2 separate regions of the Sus scrofa genome follow, and region 2 is linked to region 1. A link is a contact called in public Hi-C data. All regions are on one chromosome and are shown on one strand. The core of a region is the stretch at or near the end of the contact, and the rest is flanking DNA. Distances in the headings are between cores, read along the strand shown. Region 1 overlaps RAVER2 (ribonucleoprotein PTB-binding 2). Region 2 holds the start of CACHD1 (VWFA and cache domain-containing protein 1).

Evidence for each region. Hi-C and Micro-C count contacts between places; a contact is called where the count stands out from the background.
Region 2: a Hi-C map of omental adipose tissue shows a contact between it and region 1, with 1.6 times the contacts expected there. The contact joins the promoter of CACHD1 here to the enhancer-like site in region 1. A contact is called at or near these places in 7 of 47 Hi-C or Micro-C datasets (embryonic fibroblasts, fetal heart ventricle, fetal skeletal muscle and 4 more) and 1 of 2 datasets of contacts at active chromatin or transcription factors (skeletal muscle).

Annotation. Positions count from the first base shown.
Region 1 is chr6:147,588,392-147,595,918 of Sscrofa11.1, forward strand. All of the region lies in intron 11 of RAVER2 (ribonucleoprotein PTB-binding 2), which reads right to left. Among named protein-coding and RNA genes, the nearest start is that of RAVER2, 130 kb to the right of the region's middle. Within about 2 kb of position 4,395, at least 2 of the 83 cell types and tissues checked have an H3K27ac peak or open chromatin away from gene starts, as enhancers often do. A contact at or near this core is called in omental adipose tissue, where this site is marked.
Region 2 is chr6:148,006,008-148,013,534 of Sscrofa11.1, forward strand. It overlaps CACHD1 (VWFA and cache domain-containing protein 1), which reads right to left and starts at 4,909. Exons shown (of 28, transcript XM_021096540.1): 1 at 4,050-4,909. The coding sequence starts at 4,289.

The DNA of each region.
Region 1 (7,527 bases), core at 3,145-5,644:
GAGGGAATTCACAACCCTGAATATCTCCCCAAGAAGTGAAAGGTCTGAACCCCAATCTGGCATTTCAACTTTTTTTAAAATACATTTTTTACTGAAGTACAGATTATTTACAGTGTTGTATTTGTTTCTGCTGTATAGCAAAGTGATTCAGTTATAGTACCTGTATACACATATTCTTTTTCATATTATTTTCCATATGGTTCATTACAAGATGTTAAATATAGCTCCTGAGCTATACAGTAGGACCTTGTTGTTTGTCCATTCTACATCTAATAGTTAGCATCTGCTAATCCCAGACTCCCAATCCTTCCCTCCTCCACCCCTTCTCTCCCTTGGCAACCACAAGTCTGTTCTCTATGTCTATGAGTCTGTTTCTCTTTTATAGGTAGATTCATGTGTGTCATATTTTAGATTCCACAGAGAAGCTATATTGTATGGTATTTGTTTTTCTCTTTCTGGCTTCCTTCACTTAATATGATAATCTCTAGTTCCATCCAGGCTGCTGCAAATGGCATTAATTTGTTTTTAATAGCTGAGTAGTATTCTACTGCATATATGTATATTGCAGTAGAATAATACCATTGTCAAATGTGCCACTATGAACATTGGGTGGCGCTTCAGTTTTTAAGACCTGTACCTGAGATGAGCCCCCAAAATATCCAGCTTGGAAATCCAAGAGGGCTTGCATCCACAAGACCTGCAAGGCTATCGCGGGCAGAGAAACACTTCCTCAAGGGCTCACACAGATCATCCACCCCTGGGCCCAGGGCAGAGGCAGTCAAAGGAAGAACGTCCAGTATTTCCTTATCTTAAGCTTCAACTTGAGGGGCAGACATCTAATAACTACATTTAAGGGGGCTACTAAAATACTCTCCAACGGGGGGGGGGGGCCTAGCAGGTGCCACCTTCAGCTTCTCCTGTGCCTCCCTTGAGGTTACCTCTGTCTCTGAGGAAGGAGCTTGTGAACATGTCTGATGCCCTGGGTTTTGTAGCTGCTGCCTAGGGGACACTCTGATTGCCTGGCTATGGTGGCTGGCAAGACTTCTGTTCAGAGGTTCAGTGGGATGGTGGCAAACAAAGAAACAGTTCTTAACAGCTATCACCACAGGGCTCATTGCAGAGGAAGCAGACACATGGCCATCTCCTGGTCTTCCCCTGAAATAGGTTTTTTTGTTTGTTTGTTTGTTTTTAGCTATACTCAAGCCACTAGGTTTATTTATTTTTTAGATTTTATTTTTTTAATGTATTATTTTATTTTTTTCAGCAGTACAGCATGGGGACCAAGTTACACATACATGTATACATGCTTTTTCCTCCCATTGTCGTGGTATCTACGTATGTAAGTATCTAGACATAGTTGTGATGTAAGTATCTAGACATAGTTCTCGATGCTACTGAAATAGGTTTTTTTTAAATTTTTCATATTTTAAAAGCTGCTGCCTCAAGGTCTGCTTCCAGTCAGCCTGAATCTAGGTGCTGAGTGAGATCCTCCCGCTGGACCACTGACAGGTCTTGGCACACCCGCAACTCCTGGGAGCCACTAAGTATAAAGTAGGCTGCTTGGACAGCCATAGGTTAGAAAGACAACCAGGAGCTAGGGCAGGAGTGAATGGTAAGGTTCATCTCCTACAGGAGGCCATGGCTCCGAGATTGGGAGAGGCATGTATTTTATCTAATGCTTAGAAACCAACACAGACAATCAAAGAAAGGGACATAACAGAGGAATATGTTCCAAATGAAAGAACAAGATAAAACCTCCGAAAAAAAATTTAATGAAATTGAGATCTGTGGTTTACTTTATAAAGAAGTCAAAATAATGGCAATAAAGATGCTGACTAAGCTCAGGAAAACAATGGATGAACAAACTGAGAATGTAAACAGAGATAGAAAATACAAGAAAGTACCAGAGGTCCCTGGTAGTGCAGCAGGTGAAGGTTCAGAACCACTGACCTAAAGAAGATAAGCTAAACTGAAAAATAGTACTACTACTGAAAAACACAATACAAGAAAATACAATACTCAACATCGGACTACAGGAAGCAGAAGAAATGATCAGTGAACTCAAACAGGGCAATGGAAATCATCCAATCAGAGCAGCAAAAAGAAAAAGAATGAGGAGTTCCCGTCGTGGCGCAGTGGTTAACGAATCCGACTAGGAACCATGAGGTTGCGGGTTCGGTCCCTGCCCTTGCTCAGTGGGTTAACGATCAGGCATTGCCGTAAGCTGTGGTGTAGGTTGCAGACACGGCTCGGATCCCACGTTGCTGTGGCTCTGGCGTAGGCCGGTGGCTACAGCTCCGATTCGACCCCTAGCCTGGGAACCTCCATATGCCGCAGGAGCGGCCCAAGAAATAGCAAAAAAAAGACAAAAAAAAAAAGAAAAAAAAAAGGAAATGGGGATGGATGTCAACAGGCCGAAAAATTAAAAAAAATAATAATAATAATAAAAAAAAAGAAAAAGAATGAAAAAAAGGTAAAGATAGCTTAAAGGGACTTATAGGACACTATCCAGCAGACCACCATTTACATGATAAAAGTCCCAAAAGGAAAAAAGAAAGAAAAGTTATTAAAGAAATGATGGGAGTTTCCATCATGGCACAGCAGAAGCGAATCCGACTAGGAATCATGAGGTTGCGGGTTTGATCCCTAGCCTTGCTCAGTGGGTTAAGGATCTGGCATTGCTGTGAGCTGTGGTGTAGGTCACAGGTGTGGCTTGGATCCCACGTTGCTGTGGCTCTGGCGTAGGCCGGAGGCTACTCTGACTAGACCCCTAGCCTGGGAGCCTCCATATGCTGCAGGTGCGGCCCTAAAAAGGCAAAAGACAAAAGACAAAAAAAAAAAAAAAATAATAGAAATGATGGTTGAAACCTTCCCTAACCTGGAGAAAGAAACAGATGTAAAGATCTAGGAATCCAGAGAGTTCCAACTAAGATAAGCCCAAAGACACTCATACCAAGACACACGATGATTTTTAAAAAAGTTAGACAAGGAGAGAAACTTAAAAACAGCAAGAAAAAAAAAAAAAAAAAAACAACTTTGTTACGTACAAGGACTCATGAGACATCAGCAGATTTTTCAGCAAAAACATTTCAGACCAGAACAATACTTTCAAAACGCTGAAAGAAAAAGCTGCCAACCAAGAATTTTCTATCTGGCAAAGCTGTCCTTCAAAATTGAAGGAAAGATGAAGAGCTTTCCAGACAAGCAAAACCAAAAGGATTTCATCACCACTAAACAGATCTTACAAGAAATGTTAAAGGGAATTCTTTCAACTGAAAGAAAGGGTACCATTTAATGACACAAAGAGGAGTTCCCGTCGTGGCGCAGTGGTTAACGAATCTGACTAGGAACCATGAGGTTATGGGTTCGGTCCCTGGCCTTACTCAGTGGGTTAAGGATCTGGCGTTGGTGTGAGCTGTGGTATACGTCGCAGACACGGCTCGGATCCCACGTTGTTGTGGTTCTGGTGTAGGCTGGTGGCTACAACTCTGATTAGACCCCTAGCCTGGGAACCTCCATATGCCATGGGAGTGGCCTTAGAAAAGGCAAAAAGACCAAAAAAAAAAAATATATATATATATATATATGTGTGTATATAAGCTATATATATATTAAAAAACAAAGAAATATGAAAGTATAAATCTCATTGGTAATGATAAATATATGGTAAAATTCAGAGTAATATAATATTGTAGAGAAGTAATCACTGATAAAGCTAGCATGAAAAGTTGTAAAAATAACTCAAACCATTGGTAAAGGACACATAAGATAAAGAGATATAAACTGGGACATCAAAATCAAAACTTGGAGCTCCCTTCATGGCTCGGTGGTTAATGAACCCGACTAGAATTCACAAGGATGCAGGTCAATCCCTGGCCTGGCTCAGTGGGTTAAGGATCTGGGGGCACTGCCGTGAGCTGTGGTGAGGGTTGCAGATGTGGTTCGGATCTGGTGTTGCTGTGGCTGTGGTGTAGGCTGGCGGCTACAGCTCCGATTCAGCCCATAGCCTGGGAACCTCCATGTGCCGAGGGTGGGGCCCTAAAAGAAAAAAAAAAAAAAAAAATCAAAACTTGAGTGATGTCAGCACTGTGCCAGGGTGAGGCATTCCCTTTGCCTTTCCCGGTCAATCTACAACCAGCTAAACATCCACAACTCAACAAAGGCACCTCTGCCCAACACACTAGGATGCTAGAGAAGTCCACATTCCACACATCTGTGCATCCCAAAGCGGGTGGACTGGAACACAAAGAGGAGGTGAAAATGGGAACAGCAGAAGCAGTACCTGCCCTCCAGCCACAGCAGCTGAGCCTGCAGGCCCAAAGAACCCAGGAGCAGCAGGGAAAGCAGCATACAAACTCCAGCCTCCCCAGCATGGTGGTGTTCACAGCCAGAGGTAACCTGGCAGCAACAGCAGTGGGGGCTGTGTCCTATCTCTTCAGCCACACAGGCAGCCTCCAGCTCCCTACCACCTGCCCACAGTGGTGGCACCTTGGAACTCTACAACCTCTGACATTGTACAGGTGCCTGTGACCCCAGCTGACCACTCACCTCCCCAACAGTAGCAGAGTCTGCAATTCAAGAGATTTGGGACATAGCAGAAGCATCTCCCATCCCAGTGCCTCAGGAGGGTGACACCATCAACACCAAGACTTTAGAGGCACCAGCAGAAAGTGGGCAACTCCCCTGACAGACCTTAAAGCACCAACTCTCACAAACAACCAGAAGCAGCGCAGGTAAGAAAACTAAATACTTGTGCTACAGTGCCACCTACTGGAAAACAAAGGAGAGCCCTGTGATTTTTTTTTTTTGGCTGTTTTTTTAGGGCCGCACCTTGGCACATGTAAGTTTCCAGGCTAGGGGTTCAGTCAGAGCTACAGCTTCTGGCCTACGCCAGAGCCACAGCAACGCAGGATCCGAGCCCCATCTGTGACCTGCACCACAGCTCACGGCAATGCCAGATTCTTAACCCACCGAGCGAGGCCAGGATCAAACCCGTGTCTTCATGGATGCTAGGTGGGTTCGTTAACCACTGGGCCACGACGGGAACTCCTAAAATAAAATTAAAAAAAAAAAAAAAAAGAGGTTCCCGTTGTGGCTCAGCAGTTAACAAAGCCACCTAGCATCCATGAAGATGAGGGTTCGATCCCTGGCCTCACTCAGTGGGTTAAGGATCTGGCATTACCATGAGCTGTGGTGCAGGTTGCAGATGTTGCTCGAATCCTGCGTTGCTGTGGCTCTGGCGTAGGCCAGTGGCTACAGCTCGGATTTGACCCCTAGCCTGGGAACCTCCATATGCTGTGGGTGAGGCCCTAAAGAGACAAAAAAAAATTATTTTATGATTCTTATTTTTTCCATTATATGTTGATTTACAGAGTTCTGTCAATTTCTACTGTACAGCAAAGGGACCCAGTCATACACATACATACACACACACACACACACACACACACACACACACACACACACATATATTCTTTTTCTCACATTATCCTCCATCATGTTCTATCATAAGTGACTAGATATAGCTCCCGGAGCTGTACAGCAGGATCTCATTGCCTATCCACTGCAAATGCAATAGTTTGCATCTATTAACCTCAGACTCCCAGTCCATCCCAATCTCTCCCCTTCCCCCTTGGCAACCACAAGTATGTTCTCCATGTCCATGAGTTTCTTTTCTGTGGAAAGGTTCCTTTGTGCCATATTTTAGATTTCAGATATAAGTGATATCATATGCTATTTGTCTTTCTCTTTCTGACTTACTTCAGTTAGTGTAAAAGTCTCTAGTTCCATCCATGGTGCTGCAAATGGCATAATTTTGTTCTTTCTTATGGCTGAGGAGTATTCCATTGTTTATATGTACCACATCTTCTTAATCCAATCATTTGTTGATGGACATTTAGGTTGCTTCCGTGTCTTGGCTACTGTGAATAGTGCTGCGGTGAACATACGGGTGCATGTTATCTTTTTCAAGAAAAGTTTTGTCCAGATATATGCCCAAGAGTGGGACAGCTGGATCATATGGAAGTTCTATATTTAGTTTTCTGAGGTACCTCATACTGTTTTCCATAGTGGTTGTACCAATTTACATTCCCACCAACAGTGTAGGAGGGTTCCCTTTTCTCCACACCCTCTCCAGCATTTGTTGTTTGTAGACTTACTAATGGTAGCCATTCTGACAGGTGTTAGGTGGTACTTCATAGAGGTTTTGATTTGCATTTCTCTGAGAATTAGTGATAAATTGTTGAATCCTTAGAATCAAGTAAAAAAAGTTATACCTTAAGAAGAAAGGTGTTTATTACTTCAAATGCACCAGCAGAGGAACAACTCAACAAGCATCGTGAAAACCCTCTGTAACATTGTATTCAAAAAAGAAAATGAAAATTCTCTATAAACCAAACTTAAAGTCATGGAATACTGTGATCTAACAAGAGAGATCTCAAAAATAGCTGCCATGAAGAAATTCAAGGCAATTCAATGAGCTCAAGAATAAAATTAATGAACACAAGGAATACTTTACTATAGAGACAAACTTTAAAGAAGAACCAAATTCTGGAGCTAAAGAACTCAATAAATAAGATGAAGAATGCCTTAGAAAGCATTGGATATAGAAGAACCTTATGGGAGAGAAAATCAGTAAGCTTGAAGACAAAAATATAGAAATGATCCAGGCAAAAGAATAAAGAGGATTAAAATCTAGGGGTAAATGAGGAACCTCTAAGAATCCTATCCAACTCTTCCAGAAAGGGCAACATTAGGATAATGGGTATCCCAGGAGGAAAGAGGGAGAAGTGAACAGAGAGTTTATTTAAACAAATAATAGCTGAGAACTTCCCAAACCTGGGGAAGGAACTGGATATACATGTAGCTAAGAGAATGTCTGATTACCTCAGCACAAAAAAAAAGAGCTTCCCTAAGTAAGATGCATTATATTACAACTGTCAAAAGTCAATGACAAATCATTTTAAAGGCAGCCAAGGGCAAAAAAGGATGGTAACTCACGAAAGAACTCCCATTAGACTATCAGCAGATTTCTTGGCAGAAACTCTACAGGCCAAGAGAGAGGGGTCATTCTCAAAAAACTGGAAGATAAAAACCATCAGGCGAGAATATTCCATCCAGCAAGTTATCATTCAGAAACGAAGGAGAAGTAAAAGCTTTCCCAGACAAACAAAAGCCAAGGGAGTTCATCAACACTGGATTGGCCCTGTAAGAGATGTTGAAAGGAGCTCTTCAAGCAGAAACAGAAAGGGCAAAAGGACACAAAACTTGGAGTAAAGTGCTAAAGACACGGAAAGAACCAGAAGACTGCAACTCTCTATCAGAATAGGTTTTTAAACACTCTAGCGTGATACTAGAACACGGGAGAAGAAAACTGCAGCCCTTTCAAGCAGTTGGTGGGCTTTTTAAACAGTAACATCATGAACTGGTACATTAAATGTTCTGAGAGGGGAATGCAAAATTTAAAAAGTAGAGGTTAAAGGCGGGAAAAGCAGTATAAAAAAACCCCATAACTACTTCAACTTGTTG
Region 2 (7,527 bases), core at 3,659-6,158, 420 kb after region 1:
GTCACATCTGTCCTGGCTGCTGCTTTCTTCCATTGGAGCTGAAGCTCTAGTTTGTGCTTGTGATATTTCTTCTGCCTCTACGGGAAGGACCCTCCCCCTTCCCCCCCCATACCCCCACCCCGGCAACCAGCCCTCATAGAGCAGCTGTCCGACCAACCTGCTGGCATGCCTGCCAAGTTCACAGGGGCTATGCCCAGCCCAGCCGAGCTGAGTGAGAGCTCACATCAAGGCGGGTACCCTGGCCGTGAGCCAGGCCCTTGCTGTTAGGAAGCCTGTATTGTCATATAATGTTAAATGGGCCCTATAAGTGCCTGGTGAAATGGCTCCCAGAGCCAGATATGCCTTCTAACAAGCAGGCATTGTTGCTTAGCTGTTTTACCTGTGCCATCGTACCTCCTCCTCCAAACTGAAAACTCCTGAAGGGGCTGTGGCTGTTACACCTCCTTGTAACTCCCCCAAACACCTGCCTGCCATAGAGCTCTGTGCCCAGTCAGCTTTCAATGACTATTTCCCCTCTTAAGAACAACTACCTACATCTATCACAAGTCCCCGGCGCCAGCTTCACACCAACAGGGACCCTCACCCACAGTATCTCCACAAAGCCCACGGTGCAAATCTTTGGGAAGAAATCCTCGTCTCCAGTTTTGCAGATAAACCTCCCCTGACTTCTACAGTGGCCGAGCTGGAACCCAGGTTGCCAATGACCCAACGTGGAGTTCTTTTCATTCCATGAGTGCCTTGACTAGGGGGAAAAAAAAAATTGTGGCATGAATGAAAAAGCAGAGCCAAGGCTCCCAGGACACAGCCACTCGGCTCCCCAGATCTCAATGTCAATGGCTTCACTCCACCAGACCCCTGAGGAGATGATGATTAGGTTTTTGACTTTTACCCATGATGTATGAGGTCTGCTGCCAGGGGGGCAGTATTCAGTGGCGGCTTTCCCAGGGCACTGGCAAAATTAGGTGATGTAAATCATTTAGAGATTTTTTTTTTTTTAATTTTGTCCATTCCTAAAAAGGAACCATCCCATCCAAAAAAACATGAGCAGGCAAGCCTCCATGAGAAAAACCTTTCTGAGATCTTTAAGATAGACCGCTTTTCAAATTGTCTTCTCTCTCAGCAAGCACAAAAAACGATGCCATGGGAAAAGTACGGTGCTGAAAGAAGGCTTGGGTTTTGTTTTTGTAAAATTACTCCTTGCGACCTCCTGTGAGCAGTATGGGCTGCCATTGGAGAGGCGGCGACAGGCCTCCTTTGGGAGCTGCTTTTGCAATTTCTCAAAATTAAAAGCGGTCTTTGGAGAATTTCGGCAGCAGCAACTTAAAAGTCTGGGAATAGGCTTTTAATGTCTAAATGGACCTGGGCAAAGTTTTTTGTCAAAGAGGATGCTGTCCTGAAAGGTCTGCCCTGTGCTGGAAACGCCAAGGTCAAGTGAAAGGAGTCAATCCTTTAATCGAGGGAGGCCATTCTTTTCCTGCAAAGAGACCTCATCTCTTTCCAACCCCCTCGTATCTAGGATGGACGTCTGACCCTGCTCACCTTAATGCCCACAGGAGTCTACCTACCTCTGAGCAACAGACTAGCACCACAGCTATAAAATCCAGCATGTCACAAGGGGGGGACTGCATAATCTGCACTTTAGGCAACTAAACCCACATAATTTCAGGCCCATTGAGCAACTCCCAGAGGTTTATAGAGGAAAATGTAAGGCTCGCAACCTTTGTTCTGGGGGCCAGAAATCTAACCTGCCTTAGATGTTATTTTATAAGTGTTCCTTCCCCTGAAAAGCTGGCAGTCTAACAAAATTAAAAAACTCTCCCCAGTTTTCCCAGATGGAGGCAAGTGGCAGATCAATGTACGGCTCGAGAAGAGGAATTTAAATACAGTAAGTGCTGCTCCTTTCAAAAAAGGAGAGAAGCCACTTCACATTTTGCCAGACAAAACCCTGTCCCCGGGAGGCCAGTTACCACAATGAGGTTGCAAAGGTGTTAGAAAGAGGCCAGTTGGAAGGAGATAAAGGGCCATTTGGGCACAAACCCCCCACTGCTCAGCGCTTTTTTTCTAAAGTGTCTCCTTTTCAACAGGGAAGCCTTTTAAAACTACATTTGCTTTGGATCCCTACCTGAATGACAATGTGTTGGGATCCGATTTCACCTTTTGTCAAGGATCGGGTGAGAAACAGTAAAACTACTGTCGGCATCTTAGAAAAAGCTGGTCCTAAGCTTATAGGAAGATGGGGTGGGGGGGCACCCTCAAGTCTCTTGTCCAGACTGATAATGGGATGAAGGTAATATCTACTAATCTTACAAGCACAGTCCAAAACTGCAAATGTATTAAATTCCCTTTATTAAAAGACGGTCTCTATGCAAATACACAATTGTTTGTGCCCTTAACTAAACAGTCATCAGTGGGGGGGGGGGGAAAGAATCCTAGTTTTTTCTTAACATTTTAGTGCCATTTCCTCTAAAAGTCACTTCACTCCCAAGAACTCTGTCAGCAATCACCAGAAATCAGAAACGGCATATGGAAAAAATTATAACTTAATCTGGATCTAAAAGATCTGCAAAGAAAAGTTAAATGACCTATCTGAAAAGCTTGTCCACTGTTATGCAAATGAAGAAGAATCAGACTCTATGGCACTTCAGGGCCGGTGTCTACAAATAAACACAGAATTCTCTTTCAGGCTAACCATCCACTCTTGAACCTCGCTTCGCTCAACAAAAACAGAAAACCAATCATCTTTTACTACAGTGGTAAAAGTCCTTGGAACGGCGCTATCATGCTGGGAAGGGACTCGGGTGGTGGGTGGGGGATGAGGGAGGGAGGTTTAAAAAAAAAAAATCAGAAACCTGAATCCCAAGTGACTTAAAACACCTCTCGCGGTGGGAGGTAGAAGGATGGTCAGCATAGACTCGAAATCAGAAACCTATTCCAAGAACACATTCCTGGAAACGTCGCTCTTTCGAAGACCACATTTATCACCATTATTGCGGTTAGAATAGGCAAAAGGATGAGACAGAGCAAAGGTTTCGGACTCGGGATGTCTTCGCAGCCTCTCCTCCTAATGGAGCAGGCCTTTCCGGCCAAGGAGGTTAAAAAAAGGGCGCGATGGAATCTCCAGGTGGTTGCTATTTAGCCTTTTTTTTTTTTTTTTTTTTTTTTACTACTGTTCCTTAAGAGTAACATCTTCAGGATGCCTTACTAGCCTCGGGCACTCTTTCCTTAGCCCCCCCCCTTCCTCTCCTGGGGAGGACGGACCTGGTAAACAATTTAGAGAAAGGCGACTCTTAGCCACGATGCTCCCTTCTTCCTCCCCGCCAAAAGGCATACACACAACAAAAAAAGAGAGCGGACAGCCCGCAACCGACAGCAGCAACAGCGGAAAGCACCAAAGAAGTCCCCCACGCGGGACGAGTCTGCAAATCTACCCGGAGTCTGCCAAGCCAGCCCCTCCCCCAGGGCACCCGGGCCGGGAAAGGGAGCCCAGAGTCCACGCCCCCGGCCGCTCCGCCGGGACCCAGGTGGCCCTGGAGCAGCTGCGCACGCGGCGGTGCCTTCCCTCTCGGAGCCCATCGGTGGGCCTCGGTCGGGGGACCCGAGGAGGTAGTCAAGGGGAAAGAAGGTCGTCTGAGCCAGGCGGGGCCGTCTGCCCAGGGATGGGAACACAAAGAGGGAAGGGGAGTTTGCAGGGGTGGCGGGGTAACACAAGACGGCGGGGTAATTCGTGCAAATTAGCAAGGGAGGTGTGAGGGAACCCGAGAATCCTGTCGAGATCATGGAGCTGTGCCGGGGGGGGGGGAGTGGGTGCGGTGCAAAGGGCAGGGGCTTCTGGAGAGGAGAAAAAGAAGGGGGCCCAAGTGCCTGTAAGAGAAGTTGATGTGTAGTCAGGGGTCCGTGGAGAGGGCAGAGGTGTACGGGAAAAGGGGGCTCTGGGCATGCCAGCGACGTTGGTGAGCACACAAGGGGACCAGGACTGGGGGTGGGACCGGGTTCTGCGCGGGGACAGACAGGATACCTGGCAAGTTCGTGGGCGCGAAGGGGGCCCTTACCTGCATGGTGACAACCCCCAGCTCCTCCGCCGCCAGCCTCCGCATCTGGCTCGCCAGCACTTGCGCCTCGTCCAGGATGGAGAAGTCGGCGTCGGCCCCGGCGCCCAGCAGCCAGCCTGCCGCCAAGCAGAGCAGCCAGAGGGGCGGCCGCCGCGCCCCAATCCGGCGGAGCGAGCCCCGACCCCCGCGGGCCAGGGCAGCGGCCCCCGCCGCCTCCTCTTCCTCCGGCTCACGGGCCATGCCGCCTCCCCCACTCCCCGCCGACGGGCTCCAGGCACCGGGAAGCGGGGAGGGAGCCCCGGGAGGTGCGCCCAGGGCCCGCTCGGCGCACCCCGTAAAACTTTCTCGCCCTTCTGCAGTCGCCTCCCCGCGCCGCGGCGGCTCCCAAACTTAGGGGGCGCCCGGCTACGGCGCGGGAGCGCGGGCGGCCACCATCGCCGGGCTCCCGCGGCCGCGGCCGGAGAGGAAGCGGCCGCCCCAGTCGTCCCCGGGACCCCGGCGCCGGCGCGGCCCCCGCGGGGTGGCGGGAGACGGGCAGAGCCGCGGCGTCTGCACCCGGTGCGCGGCCGCGGGGCTGACAAGGCGAAGCCGCCGAGCTTTCGCTTCCCGCGGGTTCCGGCCGAGCGAGGCGGCGGCGAGGGCGGGCGGCTGCACCCGCGGAGGAGGAGCGGCGATCGCGCTGCGAGGCAGGGGCAGCCACCCGAGCGAGGAGGGAGAGGGGAGGTTTAAAAAAAAAAAAAAAAGAAAGAAAGAAAAAAAAAAAAAAAAAAACCACTGAAGAAAGCCAGCGGCTGGGAAAGGGAGGTGTCTGGTGCCACCACGCTGCGCTCCGGCTCCGTGCACTTCCCGGCGCGGCCGCCGCCGCGGCTGCGGTGATTTATGGAAGCAGGGAGAGAGGCGGGGACATTCCCCGGTCGCCCCTCCTCTCTCTCCCCGCTCCCGCCTTAGAACCGGCCCCTCGAGACACCGCGGGCCCTAGGGCAGGCTCTCGGCTTGGGTACCAGCCCAGCCCGGGTCGGGGGTCACTGGGGCCTTCTGGTCGCCCGGGACTGCCACCCACCCCGGCTCTCACCGCCTCCCTCCGCCTCCGCCCTCACGCGAGGGACTCTGGGGTCCCACCCGCTCAAGATCCCACCCATCGAAAGTCCCTTTAAGTTCTAGGACGCTGGCTTTCTGCCTGGCAGAGATTGGGAAAGGAGGAGACTGGCGTTTTTGTGCGTTCCCTGCTTTTCTTCGATGTTATTAATAACAATAGCTAGCAATCGTTGGATCAGCAGATTTTTTTTTTCTTTTTTTCTTTTTTTTAACCAACTACTGTGTGCCCCGCTCAGTGCTCTGGGGTTTGTATACATTATCCTTAATCCCCACCACATCCCTGTGAGGTACGTATCTTTATCCCAAAATTTTAGGTAACAAAGACCGAGGCTTAGAGAGGTGGAATAAATTGCCGAAGGTCACCCAGGGGATAAGAAGCAAATCCAGAATTTAAGCAGATCCGAGGCTCTTGCTCTTAAATAGGACAGAGTTCTTTCAGGTTCTCTTTGGAAATGAACCACTGGATCCCATCAACAGCAAAAAACAAACAAACAAACCCCCACAAAACTATTGAGGTGGAATTTGCCCCACAATCTCTCCTCTGAAACACGGGAAGGCAGAATACTTGGCACCTTCTCACTCCTGGCCCAGGCTCTCAGAGAAATCACCTGTTGGAAGCACCTAGAACAAGGGGATGGGGTGGGAGATGGGGGTGGTAAAACCGATATCCTTCCAAGCTTCATTAGGTTCCTGCTGGTGGGTTCCTAGAGGACACAGCCACCTCCAGGAAGATGAAGGCTACCTCCAGAGCCATAGCAGGATTCAAACCTGGATTTGGTGTTCTCTTCACTTTACAGCAAAACCTTCTGCTGTACTGTTCTGACTACACTGTATTAAAAACTCACCTTCTGTAAGCTTTCCCTGGTCCCTTTTGTCTAGTGATTGTTTCTTAGTTCTGAATTCCCTAGTCTGTGTGGTCTCTGCTGTACGATGCGTTTTCATTTTGTTACACTCTCCATTCCAGGCCCCTTTGAGAGATGCACAGGGGACTCTTGGAACACCATCATTTATTATCTGCAGTGCTCATGTTACATAACACATCCTGGAACAAAGGCAAGCTTATTGAGGGCAAGGACCAGTCCACCTTTCCATCACCCACCCTTCACTCGGTACCAAGCACAAAGTAGATTCTGTAAAAAATGATTCTTGAATTCATGATGGGATCAAAAGAAATCTATCTGTTGTCTTCTATCCCAGAGTTGAACCGACATTTGGTAGCAAGATGATCCTATAACTTCTATTTTTTATTGTTAGACCGTTGCCCATGATAATTAATTAGTGATAGGAAACATGCTAGTCTATGTGGTAAGCGGAAGAGAAAAACAAAAAACAAAAGTGATAAATGGCAGCTAACATTATTGATCTTTGGCTCTTCAAGTTTACTATAATGAAAATTGTCACACATCTCAAATCCATCCTTCTGAAATGATTTCAAAATGGTTTCTCCATCTTCACCCATACGCTTTGTACAGTTACTTCCTGGAGTCCTACTTCTTGGGATTCTAATTCTATGTCTTCTTTTTTTACTTTTTTTTTTTTTTTTTGAGAATGCTCATGCCTTCAATTATCACCACAACATCAGAATGTTGCAAACTTCTAAACAAAATTTATCTACCGTTTCAGAGGGATTTCCCAAATTCCAGCTGCTTGCTGACTTCTCTACTAGATACACTTGAATTCAAACTCATTTTAGATTTCTCCTGCTTTCCACCTAAATCGATACCCCACCGCAAATCCGGGTGGATGTCACCCCTCTCCAAGCTAGATACCTCCCTTCCTACATCCACTCCCTGTATATCTCACTTATCCATCCCCTGCTCTCCATCTGTATCCCATTGGCTGACTGCAGCTCCTTATCACGGCCAACCTGTGTTATGGCTACAGGCTCTGGTCTCCACGCAGTCCACCACACCCCCATCCTTCTGTGCTCCATGCTGAAACCAAAATCACCTTTCTAGGTGTTCCCTGGTGGCTCAGTAGGTTACAGATCAGACGTCACTGCAGTAACTTGGGTCACTGCTATGGCAGGGGTCAATCCCTGGGCCAGGAACTTCTGCATACCATGGACACAGCCAAAGTAATAACAAACAAAAACAAAGTCACATTTCTTTCTTTTTTTTTTTTTTCTTCTTCTAATTTTTATTTTATTTTTTTAACTGTGCCTGTGGCATGTGGAAGTTCCTGGGCCAGGAATGGAACCTGAGCCAGAGCAGTGACATTGCCAAATCCTTAATTACTAGGCCCCTGAAGAACTCCATAATCACATTTCTAAAAGTTAAATCTGAATGGATCTCTCACTAACCTAAACATTTCCAATGCTCCACCAGAGAGAAACACAGTGAACAAGTCTCTGTGCTCTGGCTTATCTGCCTTTCTGGCCTTA